3 separate regions of the Mus musculus genome follow, and all the other regions are linked to region 1. Evidence: chromatin contacts called from public Hi-C and Micro-C data. All regions are on one chromosome and are shown on one strand. Each heading gives the region's core, a stretch centred on a gene start, on an enhancer-like site or on the middle of the called end of the contact. The rest is flanking DNA. Distances are from core to core; before and after follow the strand shown.

Region 1 (5,048 bases), core at 1,014-3,513:
CTGTGTGTCCAAGCCAGCTCTGGGGCAAAGTTAGAGGAACCACCCAGAGCCAAGTGCATGAGATGGTCCTAAAGGCCGCCACGTAGGCCATAGAACAGGAGAGAGGGAGGCAAAATACAGGGGACTGCTTGCCTGGCCTCCTGGGACACTGCTAGCCCAGCCTCCTGTTTTCTGATGTGCACATCTCTCTCATCAGCTCAATCTGGCAGCCTCCCCGGCAGCAGCCCAGCTTATCAACCGGGCACAGAGTGTCAATTCAGCCGCAGCCTCGGGCCTTGCCCAGCAGGCCGTGCTCTTGGGCAACACGTCCTCCCCTGCCCTGACTGCCAGCCAAGCACAGATGTACCTCAGGGCGCAGATGGTGAGTATGTGCGTCCTGGGTGTGTTCCTGGACTTCAGGGACACAATCAGGAAAGATAGGAGATTAGAGAAAGGAGCAGAGATCGCAAGGAACCAGGAGCAGGAAGAAGGGGGTGGAAGAAGCCTGAGGGCTGAGTGGGCAGCCGTAGGGATCAGGGAGGGTCAGGTCCAAGATGGAGCCAGGGAAAGTCACCCTACAGTGCCTCCCTTCCCTGCCCATCTCAGAACTAAGTTAGGGAGACGGGGCAGGATGCATGCCCAGGTGGTGCCTAGAACTCACAGGTGAGCAGACAGATTCTAGCTGCTCCACAGAGACGAGCTGGCTCCCAGGACAGTCCTCTCAGCTTGCCCCGTTCTATTTCATGTAGAACATACCTGACCTGGCACTGTCTGCCCCTAAGGGGTCCTTAGGTCTGGGAACAGCAGACTAGGAAGCAACCACGTAACCGTGGTGGGCTCCAACCGACAAGTCCCCGCCCGTGCCGCCCGTGCCGCCCAGGCTGAAGAGAAGCTGGTTTTCTCTTTTACCCATGATGACACCATCCTGAAGACAGCGTAGTCCCTCCCTGCCTTGCTGTTAAGGCCAGAGCATCACACCGGGGGCTGCTCTGATCTTGTTCCCTAGTTTTTCTTCCTGACTCCGAGCTTGTCGCTGCGGGTACTCTTCCCCTTCCCAGGCAATGCCTCAGACAGCATATGACTGGACTTCCATGTCCCCAGCCAACTGGCAGCCACACTCCACTTTACTCTATGTCCCCACTGGGGTCCTGATGCCCATCTGCTGCCCTCTGAGAGCAGAATGTACACAGAGGGAGTGATCCAGGAGGCCCCAGCACTGAGATGAAGGAGGCCCCCTGCCCCGACACCAGCTTATCCACATGCATGCAGAGACAGAGCCACACAGAGGTCAAGGTGCCAGCCAGTGCTGCCTCTTTACCTGCACCCCTCCAGATGAGACGCAGTCACCGTAGCTCCAGGCCATCTCCTTCCTCTGCTGTTGCTGCTTCCAGACTCCCCTCCCCACCCCCGCTGAATCAGAGCTTGACTAGAAAGTGACCACTGTGCAAACCGATTTAATCCTTTTTGAAAGATAATCTTATTCCGATCTAGCCCTGGGGAACAGAGCTATCTTAGACCTGGAAGATCAGCCTATGACAGCTGCCCAAGGTTCCTCCTCACAGGACTGAGGAGACAGTGCCAGATTCTGAGGCAACAGAGTCCCTCAGAACAAGGGTCCCGCTTGCTTAGCCATCCCCTGGCTAAACTGCTCTCCCCTGTGGCTCAGCCTACACTGGGCAGGTAAAAGGTGCCTCGTTCCCTGTGATTCCAGACCCAGCTAGGTAACTTGGTGCAGGTAGCTAGGAGCCTAGGCCCTCTGTTCCTTTGTCCCCTCAGCTCATCTTCACGCCCACGGCCACCGTCGCTACTGTTCAGCCTGAGCTCTGCACTGGTTCCCCTGCTCGGCCCCCTACCCCTGCCCAGGTGAGGACCCCGGGCTCGTGGGTGGGCAGGGGGGTGGGCAGCTCATAGAGGGGCAGGGGTGCTGGCAGTGGTAGGACTCGTCTATGAAGCAATAAGAAAATGGACTCGCTCGTTACCATCCAGCTGGCCTCAGCACCTCTTGGCTCCTCTGAATATAGGTAGGCAGCAGAGAGCACCGTGAGCCAGCACTGAGGGGAGGGGATCAGAGGCAGGGGCATACGGAGAGAAGGAACGGTATGGGTGCTGGCCTCCGGCCTTCTGCTACAGCACAGAGGAGCTATTCTGTGTGAGACGTCTGTGGGAACCTGAGAACGGACCTCTTACTCAGTCTGTCTTCCTACGCCATCTCCAGAAGGGGGACCCAAGCTCGAGGATGGAGAAGCTAGGTTATGAGTCCGGCACTGCCCCCCATTGTCCAGCAGAGGGCAGCAGGGACCAGGCTGAGTAAGCATGCGGCTGTCTTGGAAACGACCTGGCGTTAACCTGACTGTGAGGACAAGCTGAGCCTCTGCTTTGCCTGTCAGTCTTGTTCTGTTTTTTTCCATACCGTGCTTTGCCGCAGTAGGATGCAACGAATCCCGATAGTGTCAGGGGTGGGGAACGAAAGGCGCTGGCTTCCCTGCCCCTGTCTGCCCCAGCCGGGCAGCCCCAGAATTCAGTTCTGATCACTAACCATACTTCCTGTGTTCTTTACAAACTCCACCCACTCCGGGCTTCTCTTTCAGCCCCTAACTACCCACCCCGTGCGTCTCTCTTTCTGGTGTCTCTTCTCTATCTCTCTTTCTCTCACTCGCTCCGTCTAGAAACCATTTTCATGTCTGTAGTCCTGGATCTGCCCTAACTCCCTCTCAGGTGTGTGTTGCTGTTGCCCCGGCCTGCATTCTCTGGACTCTCACGGGGCCCCTCTTTTTCAGGTACAGAACCTGACGCTTCGCACCCAGCAGACACCAGCAGCAGCAGCCTCGGGCCCTCCCCCCACCCAGCCTGTCCTGCCCAGCTTGGCCCTGAAACCCACACCCAGCAGTAGCCAGCCTCTGCCTGCCCCACCACAGGGCAGGACCATGGCTCAGGGTTCCCCTGCGGGTGCCAAGCCTAGTGGGACTGACAATGCGCCAGAGACACTCAAGGCAGGAGATGGTAACTGCAACATGGAGGGCCGGCCAGGGCCTGGCCGGGCAGTTCCTGCTGTGGCTACTCACCCGCTCATTGCACCAGGTAAGGTCCCAGCACGATGAAGTCTGGGTTATGGATCAAGAGAGCCCTCCAAAGCTTCCAAACGTTCCTTCCCATATGTGCGTTAGGACACCAGACTCCCTGTCCCCTCCCAGTCCTGGGGTGTTTGCCAGCCCCAGGCTCCGGTTCATGCTTAGTCTGACTTTAGAAACCACATCCCTAGGGTTAAGCCTTTGCACCGACACAGCCCCGGCTCCGGGAACCGGTCACAGCCTTAGCCCTGAATGGGTGGGGACTGGTAGATGGACTATTTTGGGATCCCCAAAGTTAGTGAAAGGGATGTGGCCAGCCAGAGCTTGGGAGAGCCACAGGCAGAGGAGAGGCAGGAAGCTGACTCTAATCCTTCAGGAGGCCTTGGCTAACTTATATGGGCAAGCTTTCTGACTCCTCTGAGTTCCCAGAGGCTGGGGAGGTAAAGGAGGGTGACACTGTGGCCTGTTCTGTGTCCAAGCTCCGAGCCCCGCAGGAGAGTGGAAGGACCCCCTAACCTCGTGGACAGGAGCCTGGGATCTCCACACTTGAGAGTAAATTTAGAAGATTGGAAAAAAAAAAAAAAGCTGATTGTTTGCTGGGCCCATTCATTCTGCAAATGGGGGTGAATCAGTGGCCTCTGACTAGCCCCCGGCCCTGCCCACTGAACCTCCCAGCACTGGCTGTGAATGAGAAAATCTGCCAAGAGCTCTGGAAGCCTGGAAACAAACTTTCTAGTCGAAGGAAAAAGTGTGAGCAATTCAACAACAGAAGTAAATATAGCAGGGACCATATTGCTTAGATTAAAAACAGTCCCTGTGGCCAGCCACCAACCCTCATCCTCACCCACGCACGCCACTGAGAATCCAGTAGACGCCACACGGTCTCTGAAGTTTTCTTGAGAATCTATGACTACATTAAAACCAAGGTGATCAGGCTGGGGTGTAACTTGGTGATACAACAATACTTACCTAGAATATGTGAAGCCCTGGCTTTGATGCCCACTGTCACCAAAAAAGGTTAAAAAAAAAAAGTCAACTTATGCTTTCTTACCTAAGAGAATATACAGTTAAAAGCAAATCCATTCAGGCTTTTAATCCATTGTAGGTGTGGCAGGCACAGATAGTCAACTCAGTACCAGGCAGCTGACTCTGGGGTGCTGTCTCTCAGAGGATGCACCTGAGTTTTTTTATGTAGCCCAGGCCAGCCTGGAACTCCCCATCTTCCTGTCTCAGCCTCATGAATACTGGGGTACAGGTATATGCCAACACAGCCAGCTGGCACCCGAATCTTGAAGAATGAGCAGCAGTAGCCCGGCACACAAGTAGGGGTAGGCACCCTAGGCAGACTGAAGGAAGCACAGGCCAAGCGCATGAATACGAGTCATTTCTTCACCGTTCGGAGACTTCAGAAGTCACCCAGGACAAAGGACAGGTTAACTGACTTGCATAGGTCCTACCTGAGCTGAGAAGGGCTCCCCCTGCAGAGGCCTAAGGTTCCCAGTTGTCCCCCTGCCTGGCATTGCTATTTCCAGAGACTGCTCCAGCTGTGTTCTTTGGTGGAAAAAGAAACTGAGGCTGGACAGCCAGACTTAGGGGGGGGGGGGGGAGGGGCACATGTGATTAGAACATTAGCCTGGAGCTAGAGCAACAAGGCTCCTCCTCTTTCTTCCTCCTCCTCCTCCTCTTCCTCCTCCTCCTCTTCTCCTCCTCCTCCTCCTCCTCTTCTTCCTCCTCCTCCTCCTCTTCTTCTTCCTCCTCCTCCTCTAATTCAATAACATTTAATTTTTTTACTGAAAAAAATCATACAGTATATTGACCTCCCCCCCCCCTCCATTCCTACCAGGTTCTCCCCATCACCAACCACCCACCTTCTCTCTCCCTCTTAAAAACACAAACAAGCAAACAAAAACAAACATCAAAAATGGAAATCATAGAAGCCAAAGACCAGTAAGACAAACATGCCCAGACAAAACGAGATAAAATTTCTCCAAAACTAGCATT
Region 2 (5,048 bases), core at 667-3,166, 200 kb after region 1:
ATGGACACTTTTCCCCAAGCTGGTTAGACTTTCCGGGGCCACAGAATGGAAAGACACAGCTCGTGTTCCAACTCACTTTTCACACCAAGTAGAATCTGAGCAAGCCACTTACTTCAGAGAGCCTCAGTTTCCCCTTCTGAAAAAGGGCAGCAACCATCGTGACCTCAGGTTGCTGTGGTGCTCTCGGTAGGGCCATGCCTATTCCGTGCAGGGACGGTGACGGGAAGCTGGGACTGCAGAGGGCCTGGGGAAGTGGGAGGAAGCCCGTGGGAACAGATTTCTTTTTCTAAGGCTTGGCTTGTGGGGGGCTTGGGGGGAACAAGCGTATTTCCTGTCCCATCATTCCCCTGCTATACTGGAAAACAAAGAGTGTTTCTCGCTGGGCGCCTGGGCAGTCTTTCTCTGCTGCTTGGGTGATAGTTGAAGAACAGAAAACATTCTCATGGAGCCTGGAAATCTGTGACCCTTCCTGGGTGCCTTCTGACCCAAGGCCTTAGAGAGGTTTGAGAGCCTCGGGACATACCTGTAGAGGAGACAGGCCTCGGGCCCAGCCTTTGGTTTATAAATCATGAATGTCGGAATGTCACAGCTAGAGGTGACCTCTGACCTGAGCGAGCCTGGGGAAAGGCTTTGGTTCCTCAGGGTCTCGCCGCTCTCCAGAGGGTACCTGGAGTAGCGGGAAGGGGAGCTGCCAGGGTGCCTCTCAGGTCCCTAACTGCTCCCTCTGAAGGCCACTGCCTCTGCCAGCTTCAGGGAGACCTTCGAGTTCTGGAGATAGGACTCTCTGTTAAGACGAGATGGGAGAACTTGTAGCCTCACAATCTCCGGAGTGCAAAGGACACTCAGAGTCAGGCCATGCCTCTATCCTAGGGAAACTGTCAGGCTCAGCCCTAGCCCTAGCCCCAGCCCCAGCCCCAGCCCCAGCCCCAGCCCCAGCCCCAGCCCCAGCCCCAGCCCCAGCCCCAGCCCCACCCCCAGCCCCAGCCCCAGCCCCAGCCCCACCCCCAGCCCCAGCCCCACCCCCAGCCCCAGCCCCAGCCCCAGCCCCACCCCCAGCCCCAGCCCCAGCCCCAGCCCCACCCCCAGCCCCAGCCCCAGCCCCAGCCCCAGCCCCAAGGAGCTGGCCCCATCCCTGGAGAATCAGGACCTGCGGCGCAGAGGATGAATTTTCTGCTCTCCTCTACGCAGGACTCAGCCGGGTCAGGCTTTCCCCGGCCCACATGCTCTTCACTGTCACACTGGTCTCAGAACCACCAGGAGCCCGACCCACTCAGCAGTGGCTCTGGAAGGGACCCACAATGTCCTACACAGACTTAAGAGTCAGGCTGAAGCTGGGTGGTGGCGCACACCTTTAATCCCAGCACTTGGGAGGCAGAGGCAGTTGGATTTCTGAGTTCGAGGCCAGCCTGGTCTACAGAGTGAATTCCAGGACAGCCAGGGCTACACAGAGAAACCCTGTCTCGAAAAAAAAACCAAACCAACCAAACAAACAAACAAAGAGTCAGGCTGAGTCTTCATGCTGCTTGCCAGTATCCCCCTGACTGTTCCTTGACCCCTGGGGTCTCCCCACTACCATCTCCTTATACCCTCCTAGGCACCTGGGATATAGGAGCCTGCCATTCCCTACTGCTGGTGTTTTCCCCGGAGCCCTAAGCATCCCCACATCCACTCCACCCCAACGGATCCCAGTCTGTAGTGTAAATGATGCAACATCTGTATCTAATTAGTTTCTTACACACACACACACACACACACACACACACACACACACACAAACACACACACACTCACACACACACACACACACTCACACATCCTTCTAGCCTTTCCTCTTACTGTGGGAGTTCTTCACACTGCACAGGACAGGACCTTTCTTGTTCTGACTAACTGCCCAGGGACTGACAGAATACAGAATACAGTTCATGTGTGTGTCCATTAACCTCCCCATTTACATCCTTTAACAAAGGATTGTTCCACAGGCCCCTCTAGACCCAGGGCTCCTGGTTCCCACACAGCTCTCTGCGCTCTGAGGAAGCGTGAGAGGCAGAAGTGAATGACCCGTGACCTAGCTCCCTGAAGAAGCTCCATGCACGTCAGCAAGCAGCCTGTTAGGGATGCACCAGAAACATGATGCTGGACAGACTAGAAACATGATGCCTAGTGGGACTGCCACAAGCCTTGGGGCGTCTTATTTCTCTGCAGATAGAGCCCGCAGAGGCACTGACTGGGTCCTGGGCTAGAGCCATCGTGACCCTGCTCTCGATGAGAAGGAAAGAGACAGGGAGTTGGGAGACATCCTTGGCTCTGAGGAACTGTAGCCATAGTCCATTGCTTCCCCCAGTTCTTTCTCCCCTCTGCCATGCTCTGGCCTGGAGAGACTCCTGTAGCTGAGAAGTGCCAGTCCCAGGTTCTCACTGTCCCTGGAGGGGGTTATCAGAGTAAACAGGAGGTATAAACCAGAGATCTTGACAAGAGTTCGGGAGACTGTCAAATCAGACCTGCTAAGCCGGTATGGCCAGCTCAGAACCAGGTGACCCAACCTGCACCACGGGCTCAGCACTCAGAGGCGAGTACATGTGAGTGCCCGGAAGCCTGCCCATGCTGGGCTCCGTGCTCACCACTGAACTCTCAAGGAGGAGCTGAGATCACCGCAACCTGGGCCTTGGCCTCTGGTGCAAAGCCAGTGAGAAATTTGCTCAGAGGGCCATACCCTGTTTGGGAGAGTGGCACAGAGAGAGAGCGCACGAGTCCCAGAGGCTAATCTGGAAACCAGCTCATTCCTCCAACATGAAGGCTCTCAGAGGGTGGGCCTCTGAAAGAGCCTCTTTGGGTGATCTCGGCAGAGAGGATGTAGGGGAGGTGGGGGTGGGGTAGACAACAGAAGCAAAGGAGCTGGGCCTGAATGAAGAGGTGGGCTCTGGCCAGGTGCCAGGGGCTGGGTGCCCTTCAATAGTTCCAGCTCTGCCGGCATCTTTTGACTTAAGATCAGTCAGGGCTCCTGAGGGTCTCAATTTTCCTGTCTGTCAAATGGAAGAGTTTAGTAGGATTAGAGATTTCCAACCTCGGGGGGACATATTGTCTATTTTTTTAAATAACAAAATTTAAAATCTAGGATCATACCTAAAACCTTTTTAATATACGTGTATGTACAATAAGGTACATGTGTGTTTGTAACAACTGACCATGATATAAAGGGGATTGTAGCTAGACTTCTTTGGAGACAGCACTCCGTGCTCCACAGCCTGGCTTCAAACTCACTGTGGAAGAGAAGATGTTCTTGAATTTCTGGTCCCCCTGCCTCCACCTCCAGAGTGCTTCAATTACAGGAATATTCCACCAGGCCCAGGTTTATGAGGCTGGGAATCAAACCTGTGGCTTTGTGCATGCCAGGCAAGGACTTTGCCAACTGATCTATGCCCCCCCAGTTCATAATTAAATATTTTGAATGTCAGTATGTAGAAGCTTGTGCAGAGTTACACTGGAAAATACAACGCAACCAGGTGCTCATATTGTAACTGAAACAGCATTCAGGAGGTTGTCTGTGTCGATGGTGTTACCCTTAGAGATATATTTTCCAAAAGAGCAAGTGACTCTTAGTTCCATAAAATGTAGCCTCCCCTGGTTCGGTCACTGCATTCCAAAACCCTCAATGTGTTTTAAAATTAGAAAACAAAAACAAAAATGGTCTCACATTTATACATAACTATGGAGGTAGGTTGTACTTTAAGATCATCATAAAAAGATTTCTCGACCACTTGCATGTCCGGCAGGGCATTTGGAATTCAGTGGTGGGCGTGAACAGTCCCTCCTGAGGCAAGCTGACCCCATCCCGCTGGTCTTAGAGACACACATTTCCAGATTGTCCTCTAGGGGGCAGTATCACCCGGCTAATCTTCACGCTCCCTCCCAGCTCTGAAACTCCCTTATTGCTGGTGCTCTTTGCATTGGGAATCAACTAGCGACCGAGTAGCCATCGGTTAACACCCCTGTATCCTGGTGCAAAGATGGTAGGCTGCTCTATTTTGCAGAGGAGGAAGAAACAGACAAGAGGGCAGGCACACAGTAGGTCAGCAGCCTTCCAGACACCAACCAGGACCCTCTCCCCAGGGATAGTGGATAGTGGGTCTACAGCCTTCTCTCCACTGATCTCTCCTTCCTCCTCTCTCTCCCATCTAGTGCCAGCTGCCCTGACCATGGACCCAGGCACTGCCCACCAGCGCCTGATCCTGTCCGATGACTGCACCATCGTGGCCTACGGGAACCTACACCCACAACCACTGCAGGACTCACCAAAGCGCTTTGACGTAGAGGTGTCGGTGCTGGGCTCTGAAGCCTTCAGTAGCGGTGTCCACTACTGGGAGGTGGTGGTGGCGGAGAAGACCCAGTGGGTGATTGGGCTGGCCCATGAGGCTGCCAGTCGCAAAGGCAGCATCCAGATTCAGCCTAGCCGCGGCTTCTACTGCATCGTTATGCATGACGGTAACCAGTACAGCGCCTGCACAGAGCCCTGGACTAGGCTCAACGTCCGTGACAAGCTTGACAAGGTGGGCGTCTTCCTGGACTATGACCAGGGCCTCCTCATCTTCTACAACGCCGATGACATGTCCTGGCTCTACACCTTCCGAGAGAAGTTTCCTGGCAAGCTCTGCTCCTACTTCAGCCCCGGCCAGAGCCACGCCAATGGCAAGAACGTCCAACCACTGCGGATCAACACCGTCCGCATCTAATCTGGGCAGAGGGAGACCAAAGCCTCCTGGGGCTGTGACCACCAGCAAGAGCCTTGCCTGACAGATGGAGGACCTGGACTGCTCAGGCCCACTGTGGCCACCCTGAGACCTCAGGCCAACTGTTTGTCCCCTCCTCCTCCCCTTCTGCGAGCTGGAGATTGCACTCCGTGGTTGATGCCCTGTGGCTCTGATCTTAATGGGATGTGACATGGCTTCTCCCCAGGGCAGCCCTTGCCCAACCCCTCATCCCCATTCTCTCAGGAACAGGGAAGCTCTCTGTTCCCCTCCTCCTGCCCAGCTAACCTAGCATCGTGACAGGTC
Region 3 (5,048 bases), core at 1,467-3,966, 130 kb after region 1:
TTTGTTTGTTTGTTTTTTGTTTAGTTCGTCTGGAAGCCAGCAAGCCCCAGCAATTGGCCAGGCCTCAGCACCCATATCCTTGGAGCTCTGTGCATGCATGGGCTTGCTCCATGATGTGGGATCCCAAATCAAGAGCCCAGCAAGCACTCCTCCCCACCGAGCTATTTCTCCAGGCCAACATAACTAAGCTTTAAACCTCCAACTCATAGCAGGGAAAGGAGTATTAAATTATTTTTAAAGCCAGCACTTTGTTTTTGTTTTTGTTTTGATAAGAACTTGCTGTATAGCCCAGGCTAGTCTTGAACTCATGATCCCCCTGCCACAACTCCTTGAATGCTAGGATTATAGACATGTGACCCCAGGCTGAAGTAATTTACCTCTCTCTGTCTCTCTGTCTCTCTCTGTCTCTGTCTCTGTCTCTGTCTCTCTCTCTCTCTCTCTCTCTCTCTCTCTCTCTGTCTCATATCTATATATTGGGCCAAGGATGCTAGACAAATGATCTATCACTGAGCTATGCCTCCAGCCTTCTTCAACGTTTTTTTTAAATAACAGATTATTCTAGAAAAGTCTGAACTGGGACCAAAACCATCACAGCATTTCACGTTTCATAAAAAACAAACGCTGTTTTATGGACTCACACTGTACATCTATCTCTGTGTGTGTCTTATGTCTTGACTCATGCTGTGCACTGTTTTTCTTCCTGAGGGCGGAAGTCTCTGCCTAATTCACTGATGCCAATGATGCTAGGAAGGAGGGGTTATTCTTAACCCTGTCCTATAGATCAGGAAGCAGCAGCAGCAGCAAGAGGTGACCTCACTTGCTGGGTTAAAGCAGAAAGGGTCCCAGTCAGAGTGTGCAGCCCCAGTCTGCCTGCTGACCCTCCCTGTGGTATCTGGCAGAAGGTTTCACTCATACATCAATGGCTCTCCGGCTTTAAGCTTCTTCGAGTCAGATCTCTGTGTTGTCACACCCTAGCATCCTGAATTATTGAGTGAGAAAGGAGAGTCTGGACAGAGCTGATGAAGATTCTTGGCTTACCCAAATTCCAGTTCGGCTCCTGATGCCCCTCCTGGGCCTGTCTGTACATTTCCTTGTAGATCCAGTTTCACAAGTACCCAAGCTTAGTCTGGTTGGCGAGAGTTTCCATCCTGGAGATCTGATCACCCTTGATAGCCTCCTACCAGTCGCCCATTCTGCCTTCCCTCTCAGCTGATGTCTGACCATCCTGGCCTGCCTCCAGCAAGAAGCCAGTTAGTTCGGTTTAAGCTCCAGCTTCCCCTGATGTTTTTTTCCTCTTAATCATGTTCTCCCCACTGACTCTGCCCGTTCCTTATCTATAAATCCCCTCTTGTTCCCACTGTATTTGCATGAGTCTACCCTCTTCCCCATTGCAATCCCACCATAATGGTTCTATCCTCTGTGATGGCCCTGAAGGAAGTCTGTTTCCTGTGTTTTAGCGAGTAGAGTACCACTGATTAAAAAAAAAAAAAAGCAAAGTACAGGAGGCAGGTCTCAGGCTAGGCTCAGCCTAGTAGAGCTTGGTGGAGACCTTCCAAAGGATACCTGGGTCTCTGTTACCTCAGAAAATGCCAGAGTAAAGAGCCAGCCCTGTCTTTAGCCCAGCAGGTATAAAGACTTCGGAGTGTTGGGCAGAGTCAGGAGAGGACGGCCAGCTGAGGTGCAGGATGGGGGATGATCGTTGTTGTGGTTTATAGAAAGGGAAGGAGAGAGGGGATGTGTTTGGTGGAGGTACAGTAAGGTGTGGGGGAAGGGTGTGCCTCTGCGGGCGTGCTAAGGCATCCCTGCCCCTGAGGGACCAGCATAAAATAGTGTTTATTCAGGGCATGGGAGGGGGGTTGAGAGAAAGGCGGAGAGAGAGAGGGGGAGAGAGAGAAGAGAAGTAGAGGCTGGCCATGAGCATGTGGAGGGGGGGGAAGGAAATGGGGGGCGGAGAGGGTAAGAGAGCAAGAGAGAGAGGAGGGGGCAAGCAGCCGCTTTTATAGTGAGTCAGGCACACCTACAGCCAGGTAACTGTGGGGCGGAACCTAGACTAACAATTGTCACCTTGACTGAATCTAGAATCAGCTAAAAGACATGCCTCTGGGCCGTGTGAGAGGTCAGTTGCAGGAAGGCTTGCCTAGGGGGAAGAGGATCCTCTCTCAAAGAGGATTTTCCCTTCAAGGGTGGCTCAGTGTGAAGAAGTCTGAGGGGTGAAGGGGCCACTTTCTGCCTTCTGCTCCTTGTTGGCGTGAGCAGCTGCTCTGTTTGCGGGCTTTTCCGGTTTTCCCAGGTAGCCTGAAGACCAGGGCTTCTCTGGAATCTTCCAGGCTTTCAGCACTACCTCAAGACTGCTAAAGCATCCAGCTTCCTGGACCAAGGGAGCCATGGTGTCCTCGACCTCTCCAGAACGCCCATATCTGTATTGTTTGACTGCTTAGCCTGTGCCATGTAACCAACCTATCAAACCCTTCCAGAGAACTCTCCTACTGACAAGAAGTCAGGCGTGAAGACACCATTTGGTCTCAATGGCCAGTCAGAGTATAAATGAGTATTAGCCACAAAGAAATAATGAATGGTTTTAGAAGTGTAAAGAAGACAGTGTCCTAAGGTCCACACAGATGTTTCTAGAACTCAACAGCACAGGAGGGAAAACCATGATTAAGAATCTCAACCCTGTGACTCAGGACTGGGGCAAAAAGATTGAGGAAACACAACATTTGACGTCAGCAGAGGCCTCTGCTGTTCCCAGGGCTGCACAGCAGGCCCTGTGCAGAGCAGGAAGCCAAGAGCTACTCAGAGGGCAAGCAGCTGTAAGGCCTCCTCTGGGAAGACACCCTTTGATCTCCCCAACAGCCAGGGGGTCTGGCTTCCTGCATCCCAGAACGCCTTCTCCAGGAGAGATTGCTGAGGTCACGGAGTCTGACCCCACTGAACAGACAGGGCTCGAGGAATCATGAGAGATCCAGTCAAGGTCACGCAGGGAGCCAGCACGGACAAGTTAGGACCAGGATCCAACCCCCAACACCACCACCGTTCCTTCTGTTTTTGCTCTTTCAGCAGGAAGCCTGCAGGGAAGGCTAGTTCTCTGCTGTGGAGGGGGTCCACTTCCTGCCAAAGCCAAGCGAGTTCAAAGGCCCCTGGATGGTCTGGGATCTGGACCGTCCAAGCAGGAGACAGGGATCCTTTAAGTCACAAAGACTTCTTTATTCTTTGAGATTTTAAGTGGACCGAAGCCAATTCCCTAACATTCTTCCTTCTGATGTGGCCCTTGGCAAAAAATTACGCTGCGCATATACCGGGCTTGGTGCCAGGCGCATCCTTCACAGACACAATCTTTCGGGGGTGGGGGGTGGGGGTGGGGTATTGTTTCATGGTTTCCCAGATGAGGAAGTGGAAGTTCAGGAGGGTGAAGACAGTTGCTCCAGGTCACACAGCTAGAAGCTGAGCCTAAGCGTGTCAGGTTGCAGAGCCTTAACAGAGCTGGCCTTTGGGTCACTTCAGGGCCATAGGGAGCTGAGTTCCAGCAACCTGTCTTCTGAGGCAACAGTCAGACAGTAGATGCCTGCCAAAAGCCAACAGCTTTGAGTGTAGAGATAGAGATGACAAGGGGTAGAACTGACAGAGTCCCGACTGTGTGTCTGTCAGCCATTCTGCTAAGCATGCTGATGTGTATGAACACTTATATAGCCGTCACAATTGCACATGTCGGGGTGTTCAATATCTCTTTGTATATAGGCAGTAAGAGCAGAGATGCAGGCAGTCTAGTGGTTGGTCAGACGTCAAACATGGAGGCTCTCCATCGCCTGTAGCGGGAGCTTCACCTCCACCTCACACCACCCTTGAAATGAGAAACCAGAACTCAGAGACACAGGTAAGTAGATAAACACCATGGAACCTGTAGGCTCCCTCCCACCTCTCGGGAGACTGTGAGCAGCAAGGAACCGAAGAGCCCCACCCCCACCCCACCCCACCCCAGCCACCTTGGTTTGAGCTGTAAGGAATTCGTGAAATTGCAGGGAGAAATTTGGTGACTTGATCTTCTCAGGAGCCAGCCTCCCTCACGCACTGATAACATTTCCTTATGATCAGAGCGTGAATGGAGCAGTGTCTGCCTTTGTCTGCAGATGTGACCACTGTTCAATGAAGAAGGAGTTTTCTTTTGTTGTGTCTTGGCAGGAGGACATCCTTGACTGAAAGTCTCCCCTTGCATCTCATTGGCCATGACGAGGTCACATGCTTCTCACGACAGGAGGAATAGAAACACCGGCCAATCATGACTGTCAGATCGTAGCCTGCCCTCGGAGTGTTTAGCTTTCTGGGAACAGGACCAAAATCCCATGCCTTCGCTAAGGAGCTATCCTACACTGTGCAGATAACAAACAACATGCTCAGAGAACTAGAAAAATAATCAAGATGTCCAGCCAGCCTACAATGTCAAAGGAATTAAATCTGCGTATTACACAGACTTCTGCACTGATGTGTTTATTACAACACTATTTACAACAGCCAAGATGGTAAATTAGCCAAGGTATCCGTGGATGGATAACTGGGTGTACTGGCTAGTTTTATGTCAACTTGACCCAAGCTAGAAAAAAAAAAAAAAAGCTTCCAAAAGATCAAACTGTAAACAAGCCAGTAGTAAGGCATTTCCTTAATTAGTGATTGATAGGGGAGGACGCTCAGAGTCATGGGTGGTGGTCCTGAGTCCTATAAGAAAGCAGGCTGAGAGAGCCATGTGGAGCAAGCCAGTGAGCAGCAGCCCTCCCCTGGCCTTTGCATCAGCTCCTGTCTCCAGGTGCTTGCCCAGTTTGAATTCTGGTCCTGACTTCCTCCAATGATGAACAGTGATATGGAAGTCTAAGCTAAATAAACTTTTGTTATCAACTTGCTTTTGGTCATAGGGTTTCAAAACAGCAATAGAAACCCTAACTAAAACAGTAAGGAAAGAAAATAGAATATGTATCATGGAATATTACTCAGCCATAAAAAGAAGGAAATTCTGTCTTCTGCAGACCATGGATGGAACTGAAAGATGCTGTGTGAAGTGA

What was found. Hi-C and Micro-C count contacts between places; a contact is called where the count stands out from the background.
Region 2: a contact with region 1 is called in a Micro-C map of palatal mesenchyme, with 2.5 times the contacts expected there. The contact joins two enhancer-like sites. A contact is called at or near these places in 3 of 15 datasets of contacts at CTCF or cohesin (the NIH/3T3 cell line, embryonic stem cells and pro-B cells), 3 of 484 Hi-C or Micro-C datasets (cerebellum, embryonic stem cells and palatal mesenchyme), 15 of 115 datasets of contacts at active chromatin or transcription factors (T-cell acute lymphoblastic leukemia, craniofacial prominence, differentiating embryonic stem cells and 9 more) and 5 of 9 other capture datasets (adipose tissue, embryonic stem cells, embryonic tail and 2 more).
Region 3: a contact with region 1 is called in a Hi-C map of the HPC-7 cell line, with 3 times the contacts expected there. The contact joins two enhancer-like sites. A contact is called at or near these places in 4 of 39 promoter capture datasets (the 3T3-L1 cell line, embryonic stem cells, liver and 1 more), 5 of 484 Hi-C or Micro-C datasets (the HPC-7 cell line, Kupffer cells, bone marrow-derived macrophages and 2 more), 7 of 115 datasets of contacts at active chromatin or transcription factors (Th17 cells, bone marrow-derived dendritic cells, bone marrow-derived macrophages and 3 more) and 4 of 9 other capture datasets (adipose tissue, embryonic stem cells, liver and 1 more).

The regions. Positions count from the first base shown.
Region 1 is chr4:128,709,303-128,714,350 of GRCm38.p6, forward strand. Phc2 (polyhomeotic 2) reads left to right here. Exons shown (of 15, transcript NM_001195130.1): 5 at 197-361; 6 at 1,756-1,842; 7 at 2,757-3,057. Among named protein-coding and RNA genes, the nearest start is that of Gm33712, 16 kb to the right of the region's middle. Within about 2 kb of position 2,264, at least 184 of the 459 cell types and tissues checked have an H3K27ac peak or open chromatin away from gene starts, as enhancers often do. A contact at or near this core is called in the HPC-7 cell line, T-cell acute lymphoblastic leukemia, adipose tissue and 2 more, where this site is marked.
Region 2 is chr4:128,904,860-128,909,907 of GRCm38.p6, forward strand. Trim62 (tripartite motif-containing 62) reads left to right here. Exons shown (of 5, transcript NM_178110.3): 5 at 4,177-5,048. The coding sequence ends at 4,727. Among named protein-coding and RNA genes, the nearest start is that of Gm33901, 10 kb to the right of the region's middle. Within about 2 kb of position 1,917, at least 48 of the 459 cell types and tissues checked have an H3K27ac peak or open chromatin away from gene starts, as enhancers often do. A contact at or near this core is called in T-cell acute lymphoblastic leukemia and palatal mesenchyme, where this site is marked.
Region 3 is chr4:128,837,210-128,842,257 of GRCm38.p6, forward strand. No RefSeq gene overlaps it. Among named protein-coding and RNA genes, the nearest start is that of Zfp362, 34 kb to the left of the region's middle. Within about 2 kb of position 2,717, at least 160 of the 459 cell types and tissues checked have an H3K27ac peak or open chromatin away from gene starts, as enhancers often do. A contact at or near this core is called in the HPC-7 cell line, adipose tissue and bone marrow-derived macrophages, where this site is marked.